Linked DNA regions of Gossypium hirsutum: region 1 is linked to region 2. A link is a contact called in public Hi-C data. All regions are on one chromosome and are shown on one strand. Each heading gives the region's core, a stretch centred on a gene start, on an enhancer-like site or on the middle of the called end of the contact. The rest is flanking DNA. Distances are from core to core; before and after follow the strand shown.

Evidence for each region. Hi-C and Micro-C count contacts between places; a contact is called where the count stands out from the background.
Region 1: a contact with region 2 is called in a Hi-C map of anther, with 2.2 times the contacts expected there. The contact joins the promoter of LOC107886440 here to the promoter of LOC121203286 in region 2. A contact is called at or near these places in 2 of 34 Hi-C or Micro-C datasets (anther and leaf).

What each region holds. Positions count from the first base shown.
Region 1 is chrA03:90,444,930-90,449,484 of Gossypium_hirsutum_v2.1, forward strand. LOC107886440 (pentatricopeptide repeat-containing protein At1g71060, mitochondrial) reads right to left here and starts at 3,207. Exons shown (of 3, transcript XM_041097323.1): 1 at 2,984-3,207; 2 at 1,683-2,877; 3 at 878-1,680. The coding sequence starts at 2,856. The coding sequence ends at 1,214.
Region 2 is chrA03:90,199,100-90,203,638 of Gossypium_hirsutum_v2.1, forward strand. It overlaps LOC121203286 (U-box domain-containing protein 11), which reads right to left and starts at 2,250. Exons shown (of 3, transcript XM_041097315.1): 1 at 1,750-2,250; 2 at 1,112-1,225; 3 at 1-1,039. The coding sequence starts at 2,217. The coding sequence ends at 788. It also overlaps the pseudogene LOC107887658.

The DNA.
Region 1 (4,555 bases), core at 1,957-4,456, 250 kb after region 2:
TTGATTAAGTAATTAATACATGATCCTTAAAAAACCATTTTAGTTTTCAATATAATCCTTAAAGAAACATACATTTAATGAAATGGGGTCTAATATTGAAGAATTTTAGGTGAAACAAGGACCCTTTCCGTTCTATATAGCTTACGTAAAGTCTAAGTCTTCTTCGCTATATGTAAGGCCAATCGGAGGACGATTTCATGGTTTATAGTGCTCCCAAACTCTAGTAATTACTCTTATGTCATTTTCCATTGGTATGGCATATTTCATTCAGTTGATAACTGCTCAAACTCATCAAATGCCTTAAATATGAGCCTTGGCAGCCCCTTTTCATCTTCTAGAGTCGATTACACCTTTGAAAAAAGCAGTTTAATCCAAAAGAAAAGATAATTAAATCTTGCTAATGGCTTACATCTCAAGCTCTCACCACAATTGAATCATTCATTGCACTAACCACTCAATATGCATAGCTTGCGGAGAAAAATTGCGGAGTCTAGATTCTGGCCAGTAGAACCATTTTCAAAGCTCCTTATACCTTCCATCAAAATCATATAGATTTACCAATTACAAAGGCAAAAACTAAAACATATTAGTCAGAGAAGGTGATGAGATTGAAAGGAAGAGAGAGTCCGGCTTGATTGAGAAAGTGAAAGATGAGATAAAAGGCAACCCAACCTGCCATCTCCCCTTTGTTCAATCTGAACCTTAGAGGTGATAAGATTTTGGATTATCAGTAATTTACAAGTTATCCGAATTGAGAGGGGAATATACTTCTAAAATTGAAGACAATAAATACTTCAGCAATATTTTTCCGCACTTAAAATTTCATATATAAGCATAAGGATAGATGCAATCTAATATCTAAAAAGGATATTGGATATTCAGATAGCCCCCCTTACTGAGCATGATTCGAAGAAACAATATTGAAGAGGCTAAAAGGATGTAGTTTTTGGCATATATAAAAGATGACTTACTGCAAAGCCTTGGACACTGTCTTTCCAGATACAAACTGAATCCGAGACCATAGCTTTGAAACTGCAAAATTTTCAACATGTAAATAGCCAAGGTAAGGATAAAAGAAATTGCCACAAAGCCGCACATTTTGATTCTTATCAAAGCTACCAGATACCAAATAGTAGCCCAGATCCTGTCACTAGGAAACACTGAAGGTGCTGTATGAACCTGAAGGGCACCAGCATACAGCTCACATTCTTTCTCACTTCTGGTCTCGAACAACTAACGGAGTTCCCCTCAGCTTATTGATTTTCCGAGTCAAATTTAAAGCTTCATCCTTCTTCCCCTCATCAAGTAGAGCCTGTTTCAGATTACTAAACATCTTGGCCGGAGGTCGAATACCTGCATCCAACATTTCCTGAAAATATTTGCAAGCTTCACCTAACTTGTCCTTGTGACACAAACTGGTAATTAAATCAGAGTACATATGCATCCCTGGAAGCACTCCCTTGGCCTTCATCTGATCCCAAACCTGCTTTGCCAAATCCACTCGATCCTCGTTGCAGAACATCCTTACTATAATTTCGTAAGTACTCACAGTTGGCTCACAGCCCGGCTCATTCGACATTTTCTGGAATCTGAAGTAAGCCTCATTCGTCCTCCGAGCCTTTATTAAGTGATGAAGAATTATATCGTAAGTTCTCGAATTTGGACCAGCCGAATGTTTCTCATTTCATCTATCACTTGAAATGCATCATCTATTCGCATTGACCAACAATAAGCCCCAACAAGGGAATTATAAGTAGGAGCTTCTGGAGTAAAACCGCAACTCTTGAAACGTTCAAAAAACTCCAGAGCTTCACTTAACCTCTTCTCTGAACCTAATCCATTAATCAAAGTACAATAAACATGAGGTGTTGGCTTGCAATTCTTTGCCTCCATCTCATGAAATAACTCAATGGCTGCATCATACTTCTTCGCCTTACAATACGCACTGATCAAAATACCATAAGTCACAACATCTGGCTCGAAACCGTCATATTTCATCTCTAGGTAAACCTCGTCTAACCTCAACAAGTTGTGTTCTTTTCCCCACCCTTCCAACAAAATCGTGTAAGACTTTATATCGGGAACAAACCTTCTCTTTTTCATTTTATCAAACACTTTGTTTGCTTTCTCAACATGTCTGGACTTACACAGAGTATCAAGCAATCTATTGAAATCCGATGTTTCAAGCTTGAAACCGAACTCTTCCATCCTCTCAAAAGCCTCTATAGCCTCTTCAACCTTCCGGGCTCTTGCGTGCCGCCTTGAGATCAATGCAAAAGTATCTTTATTCAGTAATTTTCTACTCTTCATTTCATTCACCAAACTCCATATTAATTTGAACTGCTTAATCTTACCCAAAGCTTCAATCAAAGCATTGTAGCTTTCTGTGTTATATTTAAACCCTTTTTGCTTCTCTGCCCATGTAAAAAATGACAAAGCAATGACACCCGCATTGCTTAGCCTCTTCAAAACCTCTACAACAAGTGAAGGAGACACTTCAATTGAAGCATCTTCGAGCAATTTACCGGCATGAGAACCAGAGTGGGTGGAGAGGAGTGTGCAAATTCTGGTAGCGTCTTGTTCGAATTTGGGTTCTGCAGGGTTCTTTTCATAGTGTTCGACAGACAAATGTTTCGGCGTTAAATCCTCATGGATCGATCTATAGATGATATGATGAGGAGTTGAGGAATAACCAAATGAGGTTTCATGGCCTGGAAGTGAGTTACGATTGAAAATTCGACGTTCGACGGATTGCTTTGAGTAGGTAGGGAGTGATCGTGTGAAAAGAGCTGCAGCAATGGGTTTTCTGTGGGTTTTTGACAGTAAATTCAGAAATCGAAGGAGACTCATTTTCATGTTTGAGGGCTCACCTCCTACCTGTTTGTGACAAAAGAAATTACAGAGTCATTAACTTGCAATTTATTCTCAAAGAGAAACTAAAAAGCACATAAGCTAAAATCCAATTAGGAGTAGATATTCTCAACTTTGATTACTCGGGAAGATGACTTGACCACCCCTACCTCCAAGTGTACACGTACAAATTGAAGTATATCAAAGCTATAGAGTTTTAAGCAATTTAAGTCTCATAAACTCTTTTCAACTAAACGATTCAAAGTGAAACATTGAAACATAAGTCTCACTAATCAATTGATGGTTTTCCTTATTTCGGTAGTGGAAAAGGAATGTTATGAATTTCTACCTCGAATTCAAATGTTATCATATTAATGCTTTCCTATTTTTTAAGGATGCTTTCCTATTTTTTAAGGAGAAGATGGTAATTCAGCAAGGGTTTACGTTAAGATCCACATATGAACAGGAACATGAATAGATTATCATCAAGCTCATGAACCTCAAAAAAGTCTTTGATTAATCGGACCATTGTCAGCATATGGACCATAGGTCTTATCAGTATTTCCATATCAAATTTTTTTTATTATAAATAACAATCTAATCTTCTTATTCTATCATATCATTGGGGTTAAAGCTGTGCAGTACAATTTCGTTTTCAATGTCTCTCATGACAATATTGTTAAATGATTTTTCTATGTTAATAGCCATGATACCGAAAGGAAGGAGAGGGAGAAGGATAATTGGAAGAAAAGTAGAGTTAAAAGCTTGCAAAGAATAGACAATGAGATGGCTTTAAGAATAAGGGAAATTTCGGCATTAAAGATAGGAAGTTAGAGATGGTGCATGATTTCAATGAACAAGCATAATGGTTTGTGGAATAACGTAATGCTTCATAATGGGTTATGACGCTTTGGGGTGTTTTTTTTTTTTGGGGACATCATAAAAAATCATTCACCTTTTAAAATGTATTGAAGTAAATATCTATTTATTCTCTGATAATTTCGAAAATTAGTAGAAATCTTCGGCCATTGTGTTTGAATTATTGCATGAATCATTACTTCCTTCTTGTTTCATTAGATGCCTTCACGTCAGAATTGCTTTTGAATGCGACCCTTCTCTGCTACTATTCTTGTTTCAATTTTTCATTCGTCCTTTATACACAATAAGAGGAAGTCAAATCCGTAATTAGCAAATTTTAACTTGATACACAATAAGGGAGTCTCTTCATATGCTTGCAAGGATAATTATGTTAATCTTCAAAAGTTTTAAACTTAGTAAAGACTATGGGAGGGAGACTCTTCGTTGCAGCTAGCAATGTTAATCTTGGAAGTGAAAATTTTAGTTAAAAGGCAGCACACACTAATCGCCTTTGCATTGGGAAAAAAAATGTCGGTTTGGGAGGGAAGAAAATGCATACACAAACTGCCGAAGTTTACAAAGGGGCATGTATATCATTTTGACAATTTTGAATTTTAATTTGTAAATGGCAACCCGAGTGACCTCCTTTTATGAAATTTGTTGTTATTGTACTAGTATCTTTAGCAGTTTTTAACAATGCTCGAATGACTTTAATCACCCTATTTGTTGCTAACCCTTTCAACATTTTGCTTAAATACAGAGAAATAAATTTCTCCCACTCAACGTTCATGATGTTCGGAATAGGTGATTAGCATAACTAAGCTTAAGAATAGGCTTTTCTCAGCTT
Region 2 (4,539 bases), core at 1,000-3,499:
GCACCTATTATTATTTTGTTCTCATCTACAATTGACAAACTGAAAAGGGTTGCTGCTGCATTCTCTCTTGCTTCCATGCTTCCAGCTCAGAGGACTTGGACAATGGAAGGAATGGCACCAGCAAGCATCATAGGAGACTTGTTTTCAAATATGGAAAGGTTAAGAATAGAAGTCACTGCATGTTCTTGTAATGACACATCATCTGTTGTTAAAAGGTTGACCAGAACAGGAATCGCTCCGGCATCTGCGGTTAGTATCCTGTTATCCGTGCTTCTTTTAGATAGTGAACGGATTTCAGCCATAACCACCCTATGTTCCTCTATGCACCAGCTCGATAATTTACAGACCAGAGCCTGGATTGCTGCCATGTCATCTCTAACATCATCGAAAGAGCCATTGCTATTTTTGAGCCTACCATTTGTTATTCTGCTTGGTTGTTCAATCTTATGTTAAGCATACCATTTATTTATTAGACTTTTCAAAACATAATTAGGCGAGAGTTAGATTTGCCAACTTCTGCTGAGTTTTTGGACATGTTACATTGCCACAATCTATCCATCTCTGTATGTAAGACCTGTCATACATATGTAAAATCACTAGGCAGGATGATTAGAAAACAGTTGGGTGGCATACTATACCTGCCCCGTAGACACAATCATCGGATCCCTCATTCGTTCCAATGATATAGGGCATAGAAAATCATCTGGAATTACTAGGGCATTAGGCTTCTTGTTTCTTCAGGACCTTCAGCAGCCACATTTTCTAGCCCCTTGGAATCAATTTCATCTCATATGCAATCGTAAGAAGAGGTTGAAGAGCTATTAACTCTCTCTAATATCTTAGTTGTCTGATCAGCACCATGTAATGTACTTGTTCTATCACAATTTTCCGAAACGATATCAAGCTTTGCTGAAATTTTTCCTTGGTACTCCCACATTGTTTTTTCTAGTGGCTGGGACAACACATTAGAAACTTTCCTCGAATTAAAAGACCCAAATCTTTCTATTGCTCTTCTGAATTGAGCTTTTACTAATGATACCTGAAAAAAGAAATTGTTGTCAGAGGCATGTTAATATAGGGAACAAAAAACATTTACATTCTGGAGCTAAACCTGTTCTTGAACCTCCTCAGAGATTTGATACCGATGGTACGGGAGTTCCCTAAAGCTTTCTCCAGCTTCCATGTAACGCAATGGAATTGGAGACAATATTTTGGCACCTCCATCCTTAGCTCAAGATATAGAATATTTCAGGGACATATTTGTAACGAAACATATTAAGAAAAATGTGCATAACCACGATTAATTCCAGCAACAGCTGCTCTTCCAACAAAAAAAAAATCCCTATCAAAGTAAACATATTCATTTTCTTGCACTTTCTCATGATCACCATTGTAGTTAATTGACTATGATTTGCTACATTTACCGAGACAAATACTAACAATTGATTAACAAATTTTGCTCCTGATTCGGGTGCTGGGGTGTGAAATTAATGTATTTTTAAAAAAAAAAATAGAACTATCTGTCACGGTTAATCAGATTGACAAAGCAACTAACCAGAAGGGAAAAAATGTATCAATTTCGCATAACATCAGTAAAATCCAAAATCTATTATTAGTATTAAAATGGTCAAATAACACGCATTGCAACATATCAACATTTATAAGAATTTAGAATCAATTAATCTAATTATATAATACTCATTAAAAAAAAAAGAATTAGCAAGAATATATAGGAGATGGGCTCTTAACGGAGGAATTATTGAAATTGCAGGCAGAGGCGACGGAGACCAGACGTTTATCTGCCTGGCGAGCGACAGCCAGATCAGCAGACCATAAAGAAGCAGAGGCAGAGGATCCACCAAAATCTCTGATTTCCTCAAGCAAATGTTTGAAGAGAGCAATCCTTCTTAAAAATGGAATTGGTGGGATGAGTTCCATCAGCAGCAAGAACGCGGGAGAAGCGTCGCCTTCTTGAGCGGAGGACACCCCGCCGATCATTTCACAGTGCCAGGTGTTGGGTCCTGATTGGAAAGAGATGCGTAATAAAAGAAAACTTTCAAAGACAAGGATATTGACGAAAATATTAACGAAAGCTGCACTCTCACCTCTCAGAGTAAGATGGTATGAGAAATAACAAATTATTATTATTTCTTTATTTTTGATAAAATAGATTCCAAACTCGCACATCATACATACCCATTTTAAATAATTACACATGCATGATACGTGAATTCATCTCTCGTCTTTATGAACACCCTTGATTAATATGCTAAATGTTTGGAATGATTATTATTTATTTAAAATTATTAAATTTATCATTTTTTTATACAATATGGAGTGGAGATGATAGAACTAAGGGTGTTCAAACGATCAGTTTGATTATTAATTGAATTATCCAAAATGTAAATTTTTTTAACTATTAATTGAATTAATTTTTTTTTAAATAAATTAACTGAACTGAAATATTTTGGTTAATTCGGTCAGTTAACAGAATTAACTAAGATTTATATGTTTTTGTATTTTGATTAAAATAAGTATAAAACATATAAAAAAAATACATTGCTAATGTTCATTTTTCTTTAAGTAGTTCAAAAAATATATTATATATAATATATATTATTTATTTCGATTAACAGTTAATTAGCCGATTTTGAATTGAATTAACTGATAACCAAAATTTTAAAAAATTATTAGCTGACCTCTGACCAAACTAAATTCGGCCCTGACCGATTAACTAAATTAGATCAGTTTGATCGATTAATTTAGTTTTAACTAAACTATGAATACCCTAGGGATAACACAATTTGATTCCATGCAAAATGTTTATCTAACTAAACTTTTAACCACTATGTCATACAAGTCAAAACAAATTGCATTCTTTTTAAAAGCTTTATTATTATCAAACCAATCCTATGAACGAAAAGTTAAAAAGAAACCGAATAAAATGTATACATAACATAAACATATAATGAGATTTAAAATCTATTCATCACAATTGCATATGATAAGATTTCAATCTAGATAATAAAAACCTCAATAAATTTTCCAAACATTAAGATTTGATCTCTTTAAACAAAATGTACACGATATATCATATATATATAACTGAAAACTTTTAAACTAAATTTGATAAATAAATTGGAAATTGGAAAATTTTCAAAGAAACTTTGAAGTTATGTATTAAGTTGTGCCTTTCATTACAAAATGAGAGCCTTTTATAGAGGGCTCATGTTTCTTTACAATGAATTTATTATAGTTATTCCTTTTTCAGACTATTACTTTTACAAAGAATATATTCTCTTATTACAATTTTTTTTTACAAAGAATCCTCACTAGTTATTGTAGGGAATCTTCACTGTTCATTGCAGGAAATCTTCACTACTTATTGCACAGAATCTTTACCGTTTATTGTAGAGAATCTTCACTGTTTATTGTAGAGAATCTTCACTATTAATTGCAGAGAATCTTCACTGTTCGTCTTTGTTTTCTCTTGTAAGGAATCATTCATGTTTTACGCTGTTCATTTTTTTATTTTTTTTACTTTTAGTGATTGTTATCGTGGTGGTGTCATCCGTAAATTATGTTTAATTGATGTGTTTTCCATGTGATTGAGAGAAAACTAATACCATTTCTATAATTGAATTATCAAATGTAGGTAAAAACGAAGTCGAGCCATCTTGAGATAAAGGAAAGGCGAAGGTTGTATACAAGTAGCTATCTTGGTTTGGCTTTCATGATTGAATTCAAATTATATGTATTTTGTTGTTGCAATTAGCTCGCTTAAGGTAATGCTTTCACTTGTCTTATGAACAGGTAAGTATGAAATAGTTGGTAACTTGTGAAAAAACAAAGAGATAATATGCATATGATAATATGAAATTGTAAGAAATTGATTTTAGCATGATGTGAATTGTTTATGTAATAGACTATGATATGTAAACCATGTATATATGTTTGAAACATTTATTAACCTATTAACAATCTTAGATAGAGTCGGGTATAATGGGCACAGCATAAGATTAGTGTATGGGATTTTACTTTGGTTTATACTGATGAGGAAATGCATATTATACTTTTGACATTTCGATGAGGTATTAGGCATATTTATATGTTTACTCCGGTTTATATCGATGAGGCACGGAGCACATGTTATACTTTGAGCGTACTGACGAGGCACTGAGTGCCGAATATATTAGTATGATGGTTGGATGATCTGTGTATCTGACTTGAGTCCATGTCCGGTTAATGGGGATTATGAAACATGCACTTTGCTTATTGACATTTGATATGGAATGTAATGGTGAATTGTGTATCATGTATAGTAATGTTAAAGTAAGAAAAGATGTTTGTGAAAAATCATATAGTTTGCTTATTATGAGCCCTGAGGGCCGACACGGTTGTAAAATGAATCGATGGATTTGAGATTGTAATGAGAAAATGGAATATGGCGTCCCAAACCTGACCGGGACAGTCCAGTTCGAATTTGAAACATCACATTAGCCATTTGTATGACTCTCCTTACAAGCCATCAATCACATC